7 separate regions of the Mus musculus genome follow, and all the other regions are linked to region 3. The links are chromatin contacts, called in public ChIA-PET and HiChIP or PLAC-seq maps. All regions are on one chromosome and are shown on one strand. Each heading gives the region's core, a stretch centred on a gene start, on an enhancer-like site or on the middle of the called end of the contact. The rest is flanking DNA. Distances are from core to core; before and after follow the strand shown. Region 1 overlaps Morrbid (myeloid RNA regulator of BCL2L11 induced cell death). Region 2 has its middle 71 kb from the start of Gm14009. Region 3 overlaps Acoxl (acyl-Coenzyme A oxidase-like). Region 4 overlaps Morrbid (myeloid RNA regulator of BCL2L11 induced cell death). Region 5 overlaps Morrbid (myeloid RNA regulator of BCL2L11 induced cell death). Region 6 overlaps Morrbid (myeloid RNA regulator of BCL2L11 induced cell death). Region 7 has its middle 130 kb from the start of Gm14009.

What was found. ChIA-PET counts read pairs in DNA pulled down with a chosen protein or histone mark. HiChIP or PLAC-seq counts read pairs in DNA pulled down with a chosen protein or histone mark.
Region 1: an RNA polymerase II ChIA-PET map of memory CD8 T cells shows a contact between it and region 3, with 14 times the contacts expected there. The contact joins two enhancer-like sites. A contact is called at or near these places in 7 of 15 datasets of contacts at CTCF or cohesin (CD8 T cells, the NIH/3T3 cell line, embryonic stem cells and 3 more), 36 of 484 Hi-C or Micro-C datasets (CD8 T cells, DN3 thymocytes, the G1E-ER4 cell line and 11 more), 14 of 115 datasets of contacts at active chromatin or transcription factors (the 230-238 cell line, CD8 T cells, T-cell acute lymphoblastic leukemia and 10 more) and 1 of 9 other capture datasets (embryonic stem cells).
Region 2: a contact with region 3 is called in a BATF HiChIP or PLAC-seq map of CD8 T cells, with 5 read pairs. The contact joins two enhancer-like sites. A contact is called at or near these places in 1 of 484 Hi-C or Micro-C datasets (pro-B cells) and 3 of 115 datasets of contacts at active chromatin or transcription factors (CD8 T cells, double positive thymocytes and large pre-B cells).
Region 4: a contact with region 3 is called in a BATF HiChIP or PLAC-seq map of CD8 T cells, with 6 read pairs. The contact joins two enhancer-like sites. A contact is called at or near these places in 1 of 15 datasets of contacts at CTCF or cohesin (large pre-B cells) and 5 of 115 datasets of contacts at active chromatin or transcription factors (CD8 T cells, bone marrow-derived macrophages, double positive thymocytes and 2 more).
Region 5: an H3K27ac HiChIP or PLAC-seq map of regulatory T cell precursor shows a contact between it and region 3, with 4 times the contacts expected there. The contact joins two enhancer-like sites. A contact is called at or near these places in 4 of 15 datasets of contacts at CTCF or cohesin (the NIH/3T3 cell line, embryonic stem cells and pro-B cells), 18 of 484 Hi-C or Micro-C datasets (the G1E-ER4 cell line, the HL-1 cell line, bone marrow-derived macrophages and 6 more), 10 of 115 datasets of contacts at active chromatin or transcription factors (the 230-238 cell line, CD8 T cells, T-cell acute lymphoblastic leukemia and 6 more) and 1 of 9 other capture datasets (liver).
Region 6: a BATF HiChIP or PLAC-seq map of CD8 T cells shows a contact between it and region 3, with 6 read pairs. The contact joins two enhancer-like sites. A contact is called at or near these places in 1 of 15 datasets of contacts at CTCF or cohesin (large pre-B cells), 3 of 484 Hi-C or Micro-C datasets (all in embryonic stem cells) and 6 of 115 datasets of contacts at active chromatin or transcription factors (CD8 T cells, bone marrow-derived macrophages, embryonic limb bud and 2 more).
Region 7: an RNA polymerase II ChIA-PET map of memory CD8 T cells shows a contact between it and region 3, with 3 times the contacts expected there. The contact joins two enhancer-like sites. A contact is called at or near these places in 3 of 484 Hi-C or Micro-C datasets (DN3 thymocytes, the G1E-ER4 cell line and cortical neurons), 6 of 115 datasets of contacts at active chromatin or transcription factors (CD8 T cells, T-cell acute lymphoblastic leukemia, double positive thymocytes and 3 more) and 1 of 9 other capture datasets (adipose tissue).

What each region holds. Positions count from the first base shown.
Region 1 is chr2:128,405,783-128,408,557 of GRCm38.p6, forward strand. The region is part of intron 1 of Morrbid (myeloid RNA regulator of BCL2L11 induced cell death); the gene reads right to left. Among named protein-coding and RNA genes, the nearest start is that of Gm14010, 16 kb to the right of the region's middle. Within about 2 kb of position 1,464, at least 27 of the 459 cell types and tissues checked have an H3K27ac peak or open chromatin away from gene starts, as enhancers often do. A contact at or near this core is called in DN3 thymocytes, the G1E-ER4 cell line, effector CD8 T cells and 1 more, where this site is marked.
Region 2 is chr2:128,239,196-128,242,150 of GRCm38.p6, forward strand. No RefSeq gene overlaps it. Among named protein-coding and RNA genes, the nearest start is that of Gm14009, 71 kb to the left of the region's middle. Within about 2 kb of position 1,621, at least 112 of the 459 cell types and tissues checked have an H3K27ac peak or open chromatin away from gene starts, as enhancers often do. A contact at or near this core is called in CD8 T cells, where this site is marked.
Region 3 is chr2:127,920,754-127,923,545 of GRCm38.p6, forward strand. The region is part of intron 9 of Acoxl (acyl-Coenzyme A oxidase-like); the gene reads left to right. Among named protein-coding and RNA genes, the nearest start is that of Acoxl, 68 kb to the left of the region's middle. Within about 2 kb of position 1,443, at least 50 of the 459 cell types and tissues checked have an H3K27ac peak or open chromatin away from gene starts, as enhancers often do. A contact at or near this core is called in CD8 T cells, DN3 thymocytes, the G1E-ER4 cell line and 6 more, where this site is marked.
Region 4 is chr2:128,324,411-128,327,481 of GRCm38.p6, forward strand. The region is part of intron 2 of Morrbid (myeloid RNA regulator of BCL2L11 induced cell death); the gene reads right to left. Among named protein-coding and RNA genes, the nearest start is that of Gm14010, 97 kb to the right of the region's middle. Within about 2 kb of position 1,276, at least 113 of the 459 cell types and tissues checked have an H3K27ac peak or open chromatin away from gene starts, as enhancers often do. A contact at or near this core is called in CD8 T cells and memory CD8 T cells, where this site is marked.
Region 5 is chr2:128,380,724-128,383,507 of GRCm38.p6, forward strand. The region is part of intron 1 of Morrbid (myeloid RNA regulator of BCL2L11 induced cell death); the gene reads right to left. Among named protein-coding and RNA genes, the nearest start is that of Gm14010, 41 kb to the right of the region's middle. Within about 2 kb of position 1,343, at least 43 of the 459 cell types and tissues checked have an H3K27ac peak or open chromatin away from gene starts, as enhancers often do. A contact at or near this core is called in CD8 T cells, memory CD8 T cells, regulatory T cells and 1 more, where this site is marked.
Region 6 is chr2:128,343,999-128,347,088 of GRCm38.p6, forward strand. The region is part of intron 1 of Morrbid (myeloid RNA regulator of BCL2L11 induced cell death); the gene reads right to left. Among named protein-coding and RNA genes, the nearest start is that of Gm14010, 77 kb to the right of the region's middle. Within about 2 kb of position 1,668, at least 26 of the 459 cell types and tissues checked have an H3K27ac peak or open chromatin away from gene starts, as enhancers often do. A contact at or near this core is called in CD8 T cells, where this site is marked.
Region 7 is chr2:128,294,177-128,297,278 of GRCm38.p6, forward strand. No RefSeq gene overlaps it. Among named protein-coding and RNA genes, the nearest start is that of Gm14009, 130 kb to the left of the region's middle. Within about 2 kb of position 1,740, at least 109 of the 459 cell types and tissues checked have an H3K27ac peak or open chromatin away from gene starts, as enhancers often do. A contact at or near this core is called in CD8 T cells, the G1E-ER4 cell line, T-cell acute lymphoblastic leukemia and 3 more, where this site is marked.

The DNA.
Region 1 (2,775 bases), core at 214-2,713, 490 kb after region 3:
CTCCAGAGAGACAGGACCCACAGGAGATATACATGCATATGTGTGCATGAGAGAGAGATAGACAAACAGACACAGACAGTGATTTAGATTTAAAGGGCTGGTTTGCACAGTGGTGCGGATTCAAGCCCACATGAGAGAGCAGGTTACAGAGCAGGCTACAGAGCAGGTTACAGAGCAGGCTACAGAGCAGGCTACAGAGCAGGCTACAGAGCAGGCTACAGAGCAGGCTACAGAGCCATAGGAGTTGGTAATGCAGGAGCCACTCTTCCTGCGGTGTTGCATTAAATGCTGAGAATTCCCAGTCCTTTGGGGTTTAGGAAAACACAGTGGTGGGACATTGAGACTCTGGGGCATTTTTTTCTTGGAGGTTAGTCTTTCTACTGAAGGCCCCTAACTGATTGATCAAGGCCCATTGATATAAGTGGTAATCTCATCTTGCAAATTACCTCACAGCAATATCAAGACTAGCAGTGTGGGGTTAGGGGAAACAGGGGATGAGGCTGGAGAGATGGCTCAGCAATTAAGAGCACTTGTGCTCTTCGGAGGCTCTGGGTTCAACTCCCAGAACCACATGGAGGCTTATGGATTGTCTGTAACTCCAGTTCCAGGGCATCCAGTGTTCTCTTCCAGGCTCCATGGATACATACCTTACATACATGCAGGCAAAACATCCATACTTATAAAATAAACATTTAAAAAAAAAACCCACAGAGGGGCCCGCAAGGTAGCTCAGTGGGTAAAAGGATTTGCCGGCAAGCCCAATGACCGGAGTTTGATCCCGCATGGTGAGAGAAGAAGAGAATTAACCCCTGCAGATTGTCCTCTGACTGCTATACTTACACTGTGGTATTGAAGCACCCACCCACCCACACCCACACAGATTAGTAATGGAATTTGGAAAGGTGATTGTGAGATAGCTCTATATCAGAAGGTATTTACCATGCAAAAAAGTGATTAAGAGAATTGGGGGCTGGCTAGGAGGCTTAGCTGGTACAGGACCTGTAGTTCAAATATAAGGACCTCAGTTAGCCTCAGCACCTACATAAAAGCTGGGTGTTGTAGCACTTGTCTAGAACCCAGGCTCGAGGGGCAGAGAGACAGATGGATCCCTGTAGTTCGTTGGTTAGCTAGCTTAGCTCAGGAAGAGACCTTATCTCAAAGTAGATAAACAAATAAATAAGTACATATGGTGGAGAGTTATTGAGGAAGACACCTGTACTGAGCTCTGTCCTCTATACTCATGTGTACTCATGTGTACTCATGTGTACAGACATACACACACTCACATGAATATGTACATACACTTACACACACACACACACAGAGTAACAGAATAACATTGGACTAAATACCAGCAACCATTTTCTAGCAGTCAGCACGTGCAATTAACCACTGCAAGGACCGCAGATGTCTGGGCCTGGTCACACCCAATGTGTCGTCTCAGACTTGTTTCAGTTTGCAGCTTTAGAACAATGGGGGCACTGAGAAGACACAGGGAGTGTGACCAGGCAGCAGAGGAACTTCAGATGTGGTAGAGAGGACAGGATATCAGGGTGACGAAGCAGATATGAGGCTTCTGTCTCTGAGTGACTTGCAGCCAGGAGCCGCACTCTCAGCTCCACGTTTAAAACTTAAATTCTAAAACTGGTTGCCAAAACTCATGATTTAGGAGATTTCGTAAAAGGTGTCCATGTTCCTGGACCCAGTAAAGTAGGTCCCAGCCTGTTTTCTTATGGTAAAACATCAAGGCAGGGTAAGTGAGGAAATCAGGTAAGAGGCTGTAAGACCTCAGCAAGATCTCTGGCTCTTTTTTATTTTATTTTATTTTAATTTATTTTTACTTTATTTGGTAGTAGAGATTGAACTCAAGGCTTCAAGCACACCACACAAGACCCTGCCACTGAACTACAGCCCCAGAGTTTTGTTTGTCTATTTGTTTCATTCTATTACTTTGAGACTGACTCTTGTTAAGTTCTCCAGGCTGGCCTTGAACTTAGGATTCTTCTGCTTTGACCTCAAGCCTGGCTCTGGCCCTAGAACTCTGAACAGCACCAGTCGTGGGCCACATCTGTGTAGTCACACTCCAGATTGCTGCTTTCCATCTCGTCCCCTCTGTCACCTGTTCAGTGATTTGGTAACCTGTCAGATCTGCTTAGGACTGACCTCAGGTGGGACATGAATTCTAAACAAGAGAACAGGAGACCAGACCCATCTGGAGATGTGGGTGATGGGTGATGACTTAAATCTTCCAAAGTAGAGTTTAGTAAAGAAATGTCAGGTTCCAAGCTTTTAAGTTCAGCAAACTAACAAACAAAACCCTAACTATACAGGAGGTTGGGCTTTTGTAACAAAAAGAGAGAAATGAGAATCTCAGTTATTAACAGAAATGGTACAAGTGAACCACAGGGAGTTATGGAAAGAAGCAGCTGAACCAAGCGTGGCCACTGAGACAGGGTCAGAACAGTGCCCAGGACACAAAAAGACCCCAGGAGGTGGTCTGGGCGTGAACACTGTAAGTCTTAGGATTTCTGTTGCTGTGATAAAATACGAATATAACTTGGGGAGGAAAGGGTTTATAAGCCTGTCATCCAGGAAGTCAAGAGAGAAACTCGGGGCGGGAATCTGGAGGCCACGGAGGAACAGCATTCCTTGTGTCTTGTTCAGCCTCCTTCCTAGTACACTCAACACTGCCTGCTCAAGGAAGGCACTGACTCCCGTGGACTGGTGCTCGAACATCAATCATCAATCCAGAGAATGCCTTGCAGCTTTGCCTAT
Region 2 (2,955 bases), core at 371-2,870, 320 kb after region 3:
CCATAAACATCCAGTTGAGGTTTTATATCTCAAATGAGCTAAACCATTCAGAAATGTAAAATAATAATGACAGCCCACCAAAAAAACTGTCAGTCCAACCCTTGCTAGCTTCATGGTGGCTAGGAAACAAAGAGAGAGACAGTGAAGGATCAGGGGCAAGGGTTATCTTTCCAGACCACGCCTACTCTGACATACTTCCTGAGCCCCACCCCAGACCATTTGCACCACCTCCAAATAACAATATCTTGGAGTTATGGATCCGTCAGTGGGTTACGTCATGGATTATATCAGGAGTTTGTGATCCAGTGACTTTCAATGATAGACTCCACCAGCAGGAGACCATCCCCTCAACAGGAGCTTCTAGCTGTCTACACCATGTTCAAGCCATAATTCTTCTGGTCCAACTTCTGATCCCAGACCAAGTGTTGGCATCAGGACATTCCAAACCTATGAGGCAACAGCACGACCTGTGACCTACAGACCGGTTGCCAAGACAATGACCACCATATTCCCAGCATTCACTTGGCTCACCTCCCACCCTTACTTGTGTTACATCATTTTCCATATAAATAAGGAGAATGCCCCTTCCTCACTCTCTCTCTTTTTTCTCCTTTCTCCCCCTTTTCTCTCTTTGCCTCTTCTTTGTCTCTCCCTTCCAATACAACCTCTTCCACCTGGAACTGCTTTGGTGCTGTTGTGGCACCACCGGCCATTCTAACACATCACCAAGTCCTGCACATTGGAGGCCTCTTTCCTAATAGCTAAGTGCTGAAGTCACACCCAAGTTTGTTTTGTTTTTGTTGTTGTTGTGGTTGTTTGGTTGGTTTTGTTTTGTTTTGTTGGAATTTTGTTTTTGTTTTTTTGTCATCCAAACTTTTGAATATCCTAAAGGAGGGAGATATTGACTTTGAGTGCCACTCCCTGCCTACAATTTCTACTCAGGTATTTGAAAAGGTGAAGACTTCCACTCAGATGAGCTCTCCTAGTGCAAAACAACTTCCACTGTGGTAAATGCCAGCACTTTATCAGCGCTTTATCATTTGTTCTCTCCACCTGACCTCCACTTCTCAAGGCAAATCAGACTGGTGCACAGTACACGTGGGACAGCCTCAATACATTTTTCTTTATTTAAAAAAAGAAAAACAAAGTTGGTTGAATTTGCCCAAGCGGGTGGTATGGCTTCCAGGTATAAGTCTCTTTCTCTGAAGTAATAAATTGAGCCTGAAGACACGAAGAAGGACAACTGGCTCTTGGCAAGACAGCCTGAAGTACACGCTGAGCACAGCCCAACTAGGTGGATGCTGCGACTGGACCACCGACAACAGAAGCTGCTCTCCCTGGATAGCACACAAACAGGGAGAAAGGTACCTGAAGGGAGGGCGGGTGCTGAGCATGGGGGTCTCAGAGAGGCCAGAGGGTAGTATGCAGCAGGAAGTTCCCAGGAGGAAAAGCAGCCTCAGGGTAAAGTTACCAGCCTCCGCTGCACCCTGGAAACCGGTCTTTCTGGCTTTTCTAGGGTCAGAGGGCAAGCTTCCCAGCAGGCTGTAGACTTTCTAGGCTTGGCTCCTTTCCCCCTCCTTCCCCAGGGAAGGGCAGGGCAGGAAGTTTGAGATGACTGAGTTCCTGGGTCACCCAGAGAATCCCCTGAAATGAATCAGATGAGAGGAAATGGAAACCACTGTATGGTGCTCACATTCTTTCAGGACTGAAAGTGCTCGTATCTCATACTTGTATCTACCGAATTTACATGAAATTAAAGGCCCTGGTGCAGACGAAGTTCCCAAACCTTGGAATTGTCTAATTAGACACAGGAAGCCTCCCCACAAGATGGTATGAGCAGGAAGAACTTGCTCAGGGCAAAGCCTTCTGTGCAGCCAATAGGGTGGACATGGAAGTCCCAGGGCAGAGGAAGCTGTTATTGCGAAAAGACAGGTTATAGAGAAGAAATTACATAAAAAACCCAGCGGATCACTGACAATGGACACTGAGCCAGCCACAGGATGCTAACAGGGATTGTTAACATTTAATTTTTATTTCTTGTTCACACTGCTATCCAACTGTTTCTTCTTAGGACAGAACGTCTTCCTTGAGAGTGAATTTTGGTGCAGATAAAGCAGAAAGGAAGAGTTGGGAGGGAAGAACAGAGGGGGAGGGGAGGACAGAGGGGAGGGGGTGTTTCTTCTCAGGCTTTAAACGCTGTTGTTGCCTGCAAAGGGTTTGTCCTAAATGACATCATCCGAGTGCCTGCTGTGTACCTCTGGGACAAACAGACTAGACAAAGGAACCTGGTGAGACTGGAATCTCTGGGCCTCCAGCAGGCTGACAAAGAGCAAAGCTGCTGTCCTCATGGGGTCTAGCTGCTCTGCGACCTGGAGTGCTGGGTGCTCCCTACAAGAACCAGTGGTGCTGGCTGGACTTTAGGGAGATGTAGGGAGGCTAAAAGGGAGCCCCAGGTTCCCTGATGTGAGGGTGGGGCAACAAATGAAGGAACTAGGAGACTGCTTAGGAAGCCCGGCCAAGAGGTCCAGACAGCCCTGGCTGGTCATCACAAATAGGGTCCCGGATAGACAGAGTCTTCTCTGTGGTCTTCCTGGTCTATGTAACTGCTGCCACAGACCAGGGTGGAGGCCACTTTGTCCAACTCCCTGTATTGTGGAGGTCCCTTCAAGAGTCACAGCCAGCAGTGAAATATCCTTGGAGAGGCAAGAATGAAACTCTCTTCAGCACAGCTTCCTTAGCCAGGCTGGTTCAAACTTCCCGAGTCTGACCCTGCGCTGTTTTGTTTTGTTTTTTTTTGTTTTTTACAGATTTAAACACAGTAAAACTTTGGAAGAAAGTTTCCTCCTGACAATTATCACAATAAAGCTTAAGGCATGGCTACACTGAAAACTCTGTCACCTATGAACTCTTCCTCAAGAGTGGGCTCTGTTGACTGTGAAACAATGCTCGGATAAG
Region 3 (2,792 bases), core at 193-2,692:
CAAAAGATCTTGAATTTACAATATTAATCAGACTTTTGACACTGTGGCCAAATGTCTGACAGAAACAATAAAAAGGAAGTATAGATTTATTTTGGCTCATAGTTTCAGTTCATTTTGGCCAAGGGGCATGGTGGAGCCAAGTTCTACAACTTAGAGCAGCTCAGGGTGAGGGAGAATGTCTGTATACACAGGCTCTCTCTCTTCCCCTTTGTTCTCATTTGGGTTTCTTGCCTATGTGATGGCCTCTACATTTGAGGACTGTCTTACCCTAGGTTAATTCCTTCTGAAAATTGCCACAGACTGTCCCAGAAGACATATGCTTTATTGATCTCCTTCTTAACCCAATCTACTGGACAACCAACATTAACCTGTTATACCAGCAATCTTAAAAAACAAACATCGAGAGCTTATTCGAGACTGACTGTAATGCTGCAGTAGTCAGCTCAGTGTGTCTTTCTTTACCACATATCGTCCCTAAATGTAAAACCTAAAGCTATACACCCAGAAAAGAATGAAGAGAAAAATCTTTGTGACCCCGTGCAAGCCATAGCTTTCTTCAGATATAAAAGACATATAGGAAAAGGTAGGGGAAGTAGATTTCATTAATTAAATACGAGTGCTGCTGGAAACGCAGGGCCAAAAGATGAAAAGATGGTCCACAAACTGGGAGAAAAATATTTTTCCAGTGTACATCTGATAAGAGACTTGCATCAAGAGTATATAGAAAACTATATGGCCCCCTTGACAAGAAAATAAAGGAGCCCAGCTTAACCTATGAACAGATATCTGTACAGTGAAGAGATGTTTGACACCATCAATTATTAAGGAGATGAAAATATACAGAGTGCACACTAGAATCACTTAAAAGACTCAATATCCTCCAACCCCACACTAACCAGCCGATGAGATGTGGATACTCCCCTTACAGGGAGAAGGCGACACAGTGAAGCCACTTGGGAAAGGATTTTGATAGCTTCTGGTAATGTTATATCCTTACCAATTTAGTGATTCTACTTCTGGATATTTATACAAGAGAGATGAAACCAGGCTTGGGTGCTGTTGTTTACAGCCTTTCTATGTATAACAGCCTCAAACTGAAAACAGTCCCCAACACCCAGGGAGATGGATGAAGGCGAACACAGCCATGTAACGAAATACTTAGAACCAGAAGGCACTGGCATGAGTGAAAAGATGCAGGCGTAGGGTTCACGTACCATGTGACTCCAGTTGTAAGACCTGAGGAAGTCCAGCTACACCTCAGCGGTGTCCCGGGAAGTCTTGACTAGAAACAGAGCTGAGGAGTTTGGGGGTGGAGGGAGAGGTGTTTTAAATCCTGATGACCACTCTTTGTCTTAAAGGCGTTTTACTGTAATGAGATTGTGGTTAGCAGACTGACGTGAGTTAGAGAGAGCTGTGGTAGGGAAGCCTTTGCAACAAGGTTTGCTGGGGCTCTTTCTAGAAGGTGGCGTTTCCGGGTCTGTCTTCCAAGGCTGCCGTGTGTGGGCCCAGGGGGTCCTTCATTTGGAGCTGTGGTGTGTTTTCCGTGCCGGGGTAAGACCTGGAGTTCATGTTTTGGCTCATTTTTACCGCTTTCAAGTGGTCAAATGGGTGTGCAGTTGCACTTAGCGCAGCCCTCTCGACTTTCTGTGACTTGCCACATAAACACAGGTGCAGCCAGGTCTTTTGTCAGCTGTGGACATTCCAGATGGAACAGAGCTTGAGCGGGGGGCCTCCTCACGGGGGCAGTTCAGCTTGAGGTAATTGGATTTGACCTTATCCCTCACCCATAAGACTGCTGCCAGGCAAGAGTCTTGGGGTCTCCTGAGCCCTCGGGAGCGCTGGGCCAGTGTGCTGGGCTTGGCGTAACTTTCCTTCGGTGCAGGTGCCTGAGGTCACATTCCAGGAGGCTCAGCTCATCCTATCCGTCTGGAAAACTCACCCGTGGCTGACCTCTCCCTGGAGACCGAGGAATGGGGTGCAGCTGTTTGCAACTCTCACCAGTGAGAAAGCAGCTCCGTGTTCTGCTCCGGTGAAAGTGGCAGGTGTTATTCCGGTTTCCACTTGGTTGACTGTCATTGAGTGCTGGGCAGAGGGCAGAACATGGGGCACTTGGTGGAGGGCAGAGAAAGGAGCCTGGGTAAAGCCTAACAGCATCCTTGATACTACACTGAGCATGCTCAGTACTTTACCAAGCGGGGCAATATTATGGCAGTTCTTCCAGAGCCAACTCCGGGAAAAACCTGCTGCTGCTTTGTTTTGGCCCAGGATGGAATGACAGAGCCTGCAGTTGATGGAAGAGGCAGTTTAGCAAGACTGTTCATATTCTAGCCAGGCTGTGGGTAGTGGGGACTGGCTAGTCATCTGGTATATCGTGGCCTTACCTGCAAGCCTAGTTCTGTTTCTAGATTTTCTCTTAAAGGGCTTTCTCAGATTCTATTGCAGGGTTAGACTGACATCACAATTTGAAGGCTCTGCCGCAGCAAATTCTACCTCCTAGTCACCCTCATGCCTTTTCTTTTTCTTTTTCCCCGTATGAGTCATACTTTGGTCTCTCATGTTCCTTAAGATCCTGAAACTGAAAATCATCTTCAGATTACATGAAGGTTGGCCTGTGGGGATGCTGGGAACCTCTTAGAAGGGGGAGTACTAAAACCGTCAGCTCTAGACCCAGTGTGAAGGAGCGGTGCTGAGGCTGCTCTTTCTTGTCTTTCCTGAGGTATCTTATCTTAGCCTTTGCTTCCTGTTGAGGTTGATAGCCTCAAATGTCATGCAGAGAAGCTGCTGTAGAAATT
Region 4 (3,071 bases), core at 26-2,525, 400 kb after region 3:
GAAGCCTTAAGAAGCAGAGTCAAAGTGTAGAATACTCTGCTCACGGAACTGTTTCTTTCCTGGAGGCTAAAATTCACGGGCAGGTAGCCAGCAGCCACATTAGGATATGAAATGTAATCTGTTTATAATAAGTTTTCAAACTGCCTCTCATTGGTGCAGAGCATGGAGAGGGTACCACAACCCATGGTGAGGTGACCCTTGCCTGCTGTCCACGGTGAACTCACCCAAGCTGGCAAGTCACCGTGAGGTACAGCCTCCCGCATGCTTCCTCGCTCAGCCATCTCTATCCCTCTGGAGCAGATAAACACGTTACCACAGACGACAGCTGGAGTGGCTGAGCGCCAACCCCAGCTGCTTCTCCCTCCGCCACTGCTGCCTGAGGCAGCTATGGAAGCAAAGAAGCAAACTGACCCTGCAGGTTGGAAGGCACCCCTCGGGTCACACAGTCCCACTGATACAGGAAGTTGGGTCCCCTACACCAATATTCTCCTGCAGGTCGTGGGCTGAGCAAGGAAGGAGCAGCCTGGGCGGCTCCTGGCCACCTCCCTGTGTAGTCAATGCTTGTCTTGCTTTCCAGAACAATGGTGAATGAAAACAGCAGCCAGTACCTATTAGGCAGTTGCCCTGGGCCTGCTAGCATCTAAGCACTTTGAATGCTTTGTCTTGGGAAACTCAATCAAATCTCCAGGGAGATGTTAGTCACCGTTTTGTAAGTGTGGAAATGGAGGTATAGAGGCCTCCAACAATATGCCCAAACCCTCGCAGTCAGTGGAGCCTGGATTTGAGCCCAGGTTTTCCCAGTTCCAGAATCCAAGCAGCTGCCATGACCACCGCCCTCCTCCCACCCTGATCCCCTACGCCTTCCATGGGGAGGTCCACAGCCTGGATCCTTCCCAGCTAAACATCCCAGAACTGACATTGGGCTGTCTAAGATTGATTCTAGAACTTTCTTCAAGCTCTGATTCCCCAGAGGACATTCTTCCCCTCACTTCAAAACTGAAGAGAACAATGAATCCTAAAGCTGGAAGGAAGGGTAAAAGCTAAGGGGACTGGAACCTCACGCATCCACCTTACCATTCAGGGCTCACCTCTCACCCACTTTGAGCCACCTGCTCAGCCTCTCTGGATCACCAGTGCCTCATCTAGAAGCAGAGAGCACTGAACGGCTCACCACTCCCGTGACCTGAAGCCCTAGCAACCACATGTGCTTGTCTTTCTAACTCTACTGCCACTCCTTGTGGGGATGCCCCTGAAGAAGGGGTGTGGTGGAAAGGTGGTGGGGGGGGGCAGCGCAGGATGTGGTGGCAGGTTTCTGAAAGCAGGCAGTGAGACTCACCACACAGCCTTGGTTGGAGACTCCTTCCTTAGGCCTTGGGTCTGCCCCATGGTTCATGGGTGATGTGTAAACTACCCCTAAGATACATTGTATTCCAAGAAATGAACACATTTAAAGATACAGGCTTACAAAAAGGGGGGGGAAAGTCTCCTGTCTTCTTCAAACCCAGCATTCCCTAAGATGCCTCCTAGTCCTTCTCCTAATAGGGTTGTCTTCTATTCAGCATTCCCAGAAGCTTCCTCTGACCTCTAGTACTGAAATGATGCCATGTCTCCCCAAAGGCCACTGGACACTCCCTATCCATCCACCCAGTTTTACTTAACCTTTGTGACAGGTGTTGCTAACTAATGTCACACGTCCATTCCTTGTTTATATTATTCTGCGTCACCACTTATTGGCTGCTGCAGGAGAGGTCCCCAGACCCCCTCCCTACTGATAATTATCCTAAATGGTTCCTAATTCAGATTACAGGTTCACTAAATAGAGGCTGGAGTGCTTGTTTGTTTGTTCAGATGGAAGGAAGGAAGGAAGGAAGGAAGGAAGGAAGGAAGGAAGGAAGGAAGGAAGGAAGGAAGGAAGGAATATGCAAGCTCAATGTGTGTTCTAGTTAGGTCTAATTTCTTTTCATTTCTCTTTAGATTTAGTTGTTTTATGTGTATGCACCTGTATGTATATGCACCACATGCCAGCCTAGTGCCTGCAGAAGTCAGAAGAGGGAATCAGATCTCCTGGATCTGTAATCACAGACAGTTGTGAGCAACCATGTGGGTGCTGGGAATTGAACCCTGAGTATTCTGCAAGAGCAACAAGTGCTTTTAATCACTGGGCCAACTCCAACCTATTATAAAATTAATATAATAAAATTGCCAACTTGACCCGGCCTAGAGTCATCTGAGAAGGGAGTTTTAATTGAGGGCTTGCCTAGATCAGATTGGCCTAAGAGCACATTCGTGGAGATTGTCTTGTAATTGATGTAAAAGATCCCAGCCTACTGTGGGCAGCACAATCCCCTGGGCTCATACTCCTGGGCTGTGTAAGAGAACTAATGAAGCATGAATGAGCCAACAAATAACATTCTTCAGTGTTTCTGCTTCAAATTCCTGTTTGAATTCTTGCCCTGACTTCCTGTGACCATTAGGAGGGCATGAATTATAAAATATTATCAGATGCTCAAACACAGCACACTGAGAGAAGAGTCCAGAAGATGAGTGCACAGTTGTTACTTGCATTGATCACATGACATTCTAGAGCAGGTAAAGCTAATCTAGAATTTTCTTTCTTTCTTTCTTTTCTTTTCTTTTAATTTTTATTTTAAGAAAAACAAGATTTGCCTTAGGAGGTGAAACAGAGATCAAGTGGGAAGAACTTTTTTGACAAGTACTCATAAGAAAGATGAGAACTTCCACTTTCAGGAAGTTGAAAATATCCCTTTCCCTTCCGGCTGCTGAGCATCACTAAGAAGTGTGCATATTATTACATAGGGAAAATACAAAAGGCGCTGTAAGGAGCCGAGAAGATGGGCTGACTAGCAACCTGGGAACCAGAGGAACAGCACGGCCTATGGTTGTCTCACATATCACAGGTGTGGAACTGAAGAAAGAGACTGACGGTCTAAACCTACTCTCTCTAAGAACCTAGAAAGGGGTGTGGCCTAGAAAACAGTCTAAGGCAGTAGTGGTCTACTCCAGGATCCACTACAGAAAATGTAAGCCCAACCTAAATGGAGGGGAGACGG
Region 5 (2,784 bases), core at 93-2,592, 460 kb after region 3:
GCCTGCCAGGAGCACCTACCGCCCTCTGTAAAACCACACCCAGCCCCACCGCCCCGTGTGAGACTTGGGAAATGATGATGGTTTTAGTCATCTGGAAAAAAAAGCACAGCATGACATGGGTTTGAAGGCTTTTCTTCAGAACCTCGGTCCTTGTCACCCTGCTTCACCACAACAGAAAAGCTCAAGTTCACACTCCACTCTGCTTGTGACCCGGGAATTTCTTAAGAGCAGGGTGGTTACACAGCCCCGAGCTCTTCCTGAATAAATGGTCAAGATTTTATCTTAAAAAAAAAAAATCCCATTTTTTGGGAAAGTATATATAAACGTAAAAGCTCCCCTGTATCAAAAATTAATGTTTTAGCACAATTATTTGACATGTAACCTAGCTGACTTCTTGTTATTTTTTCCACACACACAACTTGAACTTGTTAACACCAAAACTTTTTAAACTTTGTTTTGTTTTAAAGACATACATATGTATAAATAAAATGTGGTTTACCCTTACGTTTACCCTTTTGTTTGACGTCAAGTTATCATTTATAAAATGATGATAATAATTTTGCTAAAACAATGTGTGTTTAGAGGTTAGACTGGCTCAGATATAGAGTTGGGTATAGATATTATGTTCTTTCTTTCTTTCTTTCTCTCTTTTTTCTTTCTTTCTTTTTTTTATGAGATTTTTAAAAATAAAAGTCTATAAATAGCTGCAACTGAGAGACAGGAGCCAGACTAGACAAATGTCAGAAAAGCCCCCGAGTCAGGATGCTTATCCTAGAAGCTAGGGTCTCAAAGCACTGCACTGTTTGTTTGTTTTTCTACAGAGAAGAAAATAAAATTGATTTTCAGTGAAACATTAAATACATAACAAGCAGGAGTTTGAAATACATGTAAGATTAATTTATGAGGAAAGGCACATTATACTCCTGCAGCCTGCCCCTGACCCAGCTCGCTGGTGCCTCTCACCGTGCATCTGCATAGCAAACAGGTTGGCTCTGGTGGTAAACTCAAGAGTATGGCTAAGCTGAAGGGTGGATCTGTTACCCCAAGTCAAAGGCACTGTGAATGTCCCTGGACCCTGGAGAGTGGAGCATGCTTCTGAGAGTCACCTAGCCCTTTCATTGATGATAGCTGGAAAGCTGGGGCTTAATTAGCTGTAGGGTGCCAACCAATCTCTTTATCAAAGCCAGCTGAAAGCAAAACTGAGAGACACAGCTTGTGGTTTCACAAAAAATGTATTTACATGAAGAGTATTTTAAAGGGGGTTCGATGCCCAGGCACGATGCCATCTGTGATGTGTGGTGAATTTGACATTTAAAGATATCAGAGGTTGTCAGATGTACCTGCCTCCAGTCTATACTTAGCTGACATGCTACCGCCCCTGCCAGCAAGCCTTGTTTTGCTGAGTTCCAACTTAGAAAAAAGACTCAACCTTATTTATTTCACACCAATCCTCTCATAGTCTCTTACTTACTTCCTCGCCTAAGATCTGTTTGGAAGGAAGTGGAGCCGTGGGTGACCAGGGGAAGAAAAGCCGACTTTCATGTTGTTACAGGGATGCTGGCAGGGGGACCAAACCATAGATTCCAGAGTTGGTGGACAGAGTTATAAATGACAGTGGTGTTCCTCCATCGTGGCTCACCTCCTCACCCCAAATTGTCTAGGAAAGAGCCATCTTTCCTATCTGCCAAGGCATCTCTCCTTGACTTTTAAAAATGGCTCATGGTGTCTGGAGAAACCCCAGGTGACCCCAAACATTTAACATCACTTATAACTGCATCAACAGAAATTACACCATATGAAGAGCCATATAAGTCCCTGATAAACACTGGCTTTAGGGACTCTTCAATGGGGGAACTCAGATCTCAGAGGCCCTGGATCAGTGTGCAGCAACTAAGAATGAAGGCAGCCTGCTTTATCACAAGAAGTCAGAGTGACTCGCCGCTAACTCACCGCCAGTCGAGTGATGTTTGGGAAATGTGTGAGTCACTGTCCCCTCATTTTGAAGGGTCATTTCCCTGGTTAATTTGTTGGGAATGAAACTTGAGCCAGAATATACATCAGGATAAACCCCCAAAACCCCAAATAGAATTCCTACCCTGTAACCAACAACACCCTGCCTGTCAGAGCCTCATCCCTGGGATGTACAGATACTTCAGGCAGAAGGGACATGGTCCTTCAGGCTCCTCACAGCCCTTCTCTTTTCCTTTCAGCTGTGGAGGTTGAGGGATACTGACCCAGGACCTTAACACAAGCAAGGGTTTATGTGCAGTGGCTGCGTGGCTTTCAACCGATGTAAGAGAGAGTATTTTACAAAACTGTGCTAACTTGTTTCTAAAGATTTTTTATTTTTCAAAAAGTCTCTTCTCTGAACCCAGAGCTTTCCAGCCATTAGCTGTTTTTTGTAAAATCGTGGTATTATTTCAGTGTGTATAATATATACATATGCACATATATCATATACATATATGTGCATGTATGTATATCATATTCTTAAATGATTTTTTACCATAAGTAATTGAAAGCTTTTAAAGACTATGTTGTTCTGTTATTATTATTATTTATTATTGTTCTAGGAATCAAATCTGGAATGTATATGAGGCACTGTACCATCGTGTCTATATTCCCAGCCAGGAGAAAGTTGTCTTGACTCTGATTTAGACATTGCACAATGTATGCACATATCACTTGGCACCACACAAGTATGCATGCTTTTAAAAGTCGTATTTATTCATTAAAATTTTTTAACCAAAAAGTATACACAAATGTATTCAATAATAAGAGTGT
Region 6 (3,090 bases), core at 418-2,917, 420 kb after region 3:
CATCAGGTCAGTGTGCCAGCAAACCTGTGGGGCATTTTCTTGATGGATGATCAATGTGAGAGATCTAGCACCCTGTGAGTGGTGCCAACCCTGGGGAGGAGGTCCTGGGTTTTAAAAGAAAACAAACTGAGCAAGGCAGTAAGCAGCACTCCTCTGTGGCATCTGCCTCAGCCCCTGCCTCCAGGTTCCTGCCTTGAGTTCCTGCCCTGACTTCCCTATGAAGAGCCTGAGAGCTGTAAACCAAAATAAACCCTTTCCTCCCCAAGTTGTTTTTGGTTGTGGTGTTTTATTACAGTAATACAAACCTTCAGTGAGACAGGGAGCCTGGGGCAAAAGGGAACATGAGACATGAAAGGGGGAAAATATCTGGGGAGGAGCTGTTAGGGGGGCAGGGATAGATGAAGGATGAGAAAGATGATGAAAGGTAAACATAGAAACACAGCTTGTGATGATGTCATAATGGTATCGAACACAGTCATGGCTAATATGTGTACATATATATTATATATTCAGAGAGAGAAAGAAAGAATATAAATTATGCTTCTGGCCATCCTTTTCCTCTGTGGTAGTGACTGGCCTTCTGTCCCTCCTTCTCCTCTGTGGTTAGTGACTGGCATGCAGGAGACACTTGAGAAGTATTTGCTGAGGGGCAATGTCACCTGAACCTCTTATGTTCAGGTTCTCTTGTCCTCTTGTCATCTCCATTTTAACCACTTGGTCAGCCCATCTACAGATGTTACTATCTCTTAACTTAGTCCCAATCTGGACACCTAGTCTCCTGTTTACGAGACAAAGCACTCACAGACTGTGGGTGTGAGTGTGTGTGTGTGTGTGTGTGTGTGTGTGAGAGAGAGAGAGAGAGAGAGGGAGAGAGAGAGAGAGAGAAGCTGTAATGTGTATTGTGCTATATGCACATATATGTGTGATTGTGCATGCACTGACACACGTGGGTAGAGGCCAGAGGAGGACATCAGGGGTCCTGTCCTATTAACTTGCCCTCTTAGTCCCTTGATACATGGTCTCTCCTGTATCATTTGGAGCTGGGAGATTAGTTTTTAATGTATTTGGTCCATATTTTCTTTTTCTTTTGTTTTGTTTTTTGTTTGTTTGGCTTTTTTGAGGCAGAATTTCTCTGTGCATTTCTGGCTGTTCTGGAACTCAGAGAGCTGCTTGCCTCTGTCTCCTAAATGCTGGGATTAAAGGCGGTGGTCTTAGTCATTTTTCAACATTTCTTTGATAAGAGGCCCCATGACTCTTCAGGCTCTCAGAGCTGGTGAAGAGGCAGAAGGAAGCCTAGAAGACAGATTTTCTGGTCTATCCTGTAGATGAATACGTCAGCTATACAGAGTGTATATTCCGGGTACACAGTTGTTCTGGAAGGCTCCTTCTCTTGGTTTCTGAACATTTCAGTTTAACATTTACATGCTCTCAAGAGAGTCCAGGCATCTGCCTTCAGCCTCCAGAGATAATCCTGGTGGTAAGCTGGGCGTTCCTCCCCAACACAACAGGTCGAGTGACAGGAATGCACACTGCTTCAGGTGCTGTCTCACAAATCCACATCTCAACCAGCCATAGTGACTTCCACGGAGAGTGCTATGCAAACCTCAGAGGTAGATCTGTTTCCAACCCCCGAAGAAGCTTAAAGCAGCGCAGTCTTCCTGGCACAGACGCCAGCCTCCTTGTTCTCAAGTTCAACACATGTTTTACATCAAGAGGAGGGCTGTGGTCGGGGTAGGGGAGCTGAAGGGAGATTCAAAGGTTCTTCGGTTCTCATAGGTCTCAGCCTCTTCAAAGCTTCATCCCACTCAGCACGAGGGCTTCTGCCCACACTCGGGTGCTGTGGTACATGCTTGGAGACGCGCCTGTGGGCCAGAGAGCAGATAGCAGGCATGGACTGCAATCTCCCTGCAAAGGTTCTCCCTGAAAAACGGACATTTCCCTTGGGAGTGTCCTGAGCTCCCTAAGCTGAGTGGCCAAGACCCTGACTGCTCACAAGGCCATGCTGAACAGTGGGGATGGTGCAAATGAGCTCAAGCTAGCCTATTGGGCAGTTTCTACTAGGGATCTTTGCAGGTGTCAAGGTCGACAGGTGATGGGGATGTCTAACTGTTTGTGAAATGGAAGGCGATATATTACCAGGCTTCAGAGAAATGCAGAGGAAGACAGCTGGAAAGTGACAAGGTCCTGGGCATTTGTATGATGCTCTTTCCGAAATAAAGGAGTAGAGGGCGAAGAGAGGAGGGAAGAAAGACACAGAACAGGAGAAAGATCGGAGGGGGGTACCTTTATTTACCTCCTTTTTTAAAACTAAACTTCTTATTTCCAAAGTTTTCATTTTCCAGAAAAGTTGACAATTAGTGCAGGGAGTCTTCCTATACCTCACACTCGGTCCCTTGACTAGGTCTACTTGTCACCGTGAATCATAACGTAAACCAACCGAACTCTACAGTTTATCAAATCTCCACAGTATTTCACCTGAATACTTGGTATTGCAGCTACATTTAGTTATCATATCTGACCGATTCCTCTTGGCCATGACAATTTCTCAAACTTATGTTTTTGCAGCTTGTGGCCATTTTGAGAACTGTTAGGTGGAATTTCTGTTGGTTTGGGTTTGTTGTTGTTGTTATTTTGCTTATTATCACAGTTGAGTGATAAAACCTCAGAAGAGAGGTGACATCTTCACACACACACACACACACACACACACACGAATACCTGTTATCGTGACATCTCGCTTGACCATCTGACTAGGATGGTGTTTGTGGTACCTCTCCACTGTGAGATGCCTCCCACTCTTTGGAAGGAAGTCATCAAGCCCAGCCACACTTGAAGAGTGGGGAGCTGTATTCCACCTATGAGGGTGGACTGTCTGCACACTATTTGAAATTCTGTTGCACTTTTCTATTTTCCTCAATTTGTTCTCTCAGTCTTGCCCTTACAAATCCCTCCCCTCAGCCCAGTTGAGTACCACCCTACCCTGGGACATCTAGTCCCCGCAGGACTAAACATCTCCTCTTCCACTGAGGTCCAACCAGGCAGTCCATGTAGGGGAAGGGGGTCCAATGGCATGTGACAGAGTAAGAGACA
Region 7 (3,102 bases), core at 490-2,989, 370 kb after region 3:
AGACCAGGAAAGATAGTGGAGCTCCTGAACAGATGAGATGTTCAGAATCTGCAAAGGTCCCTAAAGATTAAATTCCAGTGAAAAGCCCCCAAGGGCAAATGTGCCCTGACCTGCCGAGCTTGGCATGGGAGGTTCCTGTCTTAGTTACTGTTATCATGGCAAAGGCAACTTATAGAAGAAAGCTTTTAACTGGGGGCTTGCTTACTGCTTCAGAGGACGAATTGCTTATCATTGTGGCAGGGAGCATGGCAGCACACAGCAGATGGGGTGCTGGAGAGGTAACTGGAAGCTACATCCTGATCTGCAGTCTGCAGGCAGCAAGGACGGGGACACACACACACACACACACACACACAGAGAGAGAGAGAGAGAGAGAGAGAGAGAGAGAGAGAGAGAGAAGAGAGAGGCCCATCCCCAGTGGCACACCAACTGGGTATCAAAGATTCAAATATGTGAGCCCACGGGGGGGGGGGGGCTTTCTCACTCAAACCACCACAGCAACAGAGTCTAGAACAGGGCTTTGGAGGCAGCCCTGACTCTCTCCCCTTTCTTTACACAGAGCACCTCATTATTCTCAGACAGTGCCATTCTGAGAGCAGGCACCAAACCGACAGTGAGTTTTGGCCAAGACTTCCCTTTTTGCATGGTTGTGAGTGACTGGTGGGGGACCTGGGTGAGTGGGACAGCCTTCAGCTATGACATGCAGCACCTGTTGTAGAGGGTCTTGGTGGGTCAGCAGTGGCCCCAGGACGACACAGGTGCTAGCCAAGAGCTCAAGAGCCATTGCCATCTCCAGACCTACCTCAAGTTATGCCTCCCCCAAGAAACAACTGCTTCTGGGTTGAACAATCTATTTAGAGAGGATGGCAAGTCACACCTCACCGTGCTCCCCACCAAATCACGAATCCACCACGTCACCATGCTTTCCTGTGGACAGAGGAGTGGCAAAGAAGCCATCCTGCCGAGCTTCCTGCTCAGGCACAATGACATCTGCTGCCCTGCTGGTGACGCGCAGCCCACCCCAGGTGTGGGAACGCTCTGGCTTCTTGTAGATTGTGGTTTCCCCGTTGAGTCAGAGGGATTGGGACAGTGCTTTGAGCAGAAGGACAGGCGGGTCACAAGACATGTGTGTGTCAAAGAGATAAATTTTGAATCTTTGACAACAGGTTTATTTCGAGTAAGCTGAGTCACTGATTACATCAAAGATCGTGCCCAGCTGGAGACACTAACAGCAAAACCCAGACCTGGGGCATTTCATGGAAGTTACCGTAAACAGTTATTTTGGGCAAAAATAGATTTTCATCTATTTGTTTATTTTTGAGACAGGGCTTGCCATGTAGCCCAGGCTGGTCTGGAATATACAATTCATTATGTAGCCCAGGTTACCTTCAAACTCAATGTCTTTGTGTCTCAGCCTTACAATGTTTGGGTTAGTGTTGTTGACATTGTTGTTTTCTACAAAGCTTTAAAACACACACAAAAAGAAATGAATTTATTACTTATCGCAACTTAGCAGAGTAGTTAAATTTATAATCTGCCTTAAATTCTATATGATTGGGAGAGGGTACCAAAAAGCAGGGAAGACCCTTGGTGAGGGTTGGGGGAGGGGTACTCAGAATACCCTTGAGATGGAGCGAGTTCATCTGATGTTTAATGTGCATAGCACCAGTGAGGCTCTCCACTCTATGGAAAGAGTGAATGTCTTTCTAAAACCTCCATGGAGTCAGGCCAGGCATCTCTTCAGACGTCTGCTTCCTGAGTCATCTTTGCCTTTTCTGTGACAGACTACTGATTCCACTGGGAACACTCTAGCCATGTGGAGTCCTTCTGAGTTCCAGGAGTCTATACTGTTGGTCACAGGGAAAGAGAAGGATCACGGGTTTGACAGAGGCTCTGGGGACAGCAGGCCTGGCTATCCAGTGGACTCCACTGGCAGAGGAGGGCTGATATTTTGCTCTGGAGGGAAGCCTGGGTGGAATAGGGTTTCCTTCAGGCTGTGCAGCAGTTCAACCAAGAGGCAGTTCAGCAGAGCAATTGAGCCATAGACAGCAAGCTCTCTCCCCGTGTTTATCTCCAGTTTCCACCTTCGATTCTTCTCAGGAGACCCAGATCCCTCCACTCTCCCCACGCTCATCTAGGAAATTGGAGCTACCTCAAGGATGCCAGGATCCTCAGAGCCCATTTCTCTGAGCAGCCAGGCTGTTGTGTCAATAGTCCGAGAACAGAAGAGCCATAGATCTCAGCCAGGTAGGAGCCTCGTGTAGCCTTGGGGGGTTCAAAGGCCCGACCCCAGTATCTGACCCATCAGCTGCTTTGATCTGCTGAAGTTTCTTTCTTCTACTTCCCACAGACTTTTATGATTTTATTACATGTGTGTTTGCTCTGTTCTGTGACAATTGAGGTGAATGAATCAGAATCACCAATTGTTTTTCCTTCTAGTCTGCCCAGGTCTGTCACCCCATCCTGCTCTGACCATTTTTTTTTTTTTTTTTTAAGATTTATTTATTTATTATATGTAAGTACACTGTAGCTGTCTTCAGACACTCCAGAAGAGGGCGTGAGATCTCATTACGGATGGTTGTGAGCCACCATGTGGTTGCTGGGATTTGAACTCAGGACCTTCGGAAGAGCATTCAGTGCTCTTAACCGCTGAGCCATCTCTCCAGGCCCCTGCTCTGACCATTTAAACCCCCTCTTGCCCTCCAGTGAGAGCACAAGCACCAATCTTCCAGGCTTCACCTTTCATGCTCCCCTCCCCCAAAGCAAGCTCAGGCTCTTTCTCCAAAACAGGAAGTTACAGATAGTGAAGTGACATCGGTCCCTGGCCTCCACTGGTAGCCTCCCCCACTCTCTCCCTCATTCTGAGCAACGTCCTCTGACTAACTCCCGAGGTTCTCCTTCCTCTCTGGAGCCCCCTTGCATCAGCGCAGCTGCCTGGACTCCTCCCAATGCCCAACTAGAATTTCCAGAACCTTCCAAGCTAGGTGGCCTCCTTCTGACCTATGGACATTCCTCTGGGGCTGGTTCTGTCACAGGATTTTTTCCCCCTGAGGATTTATTGCCAGGAAAAAGAATTCCCCAAAGGAACGTTGTGATTTCTCA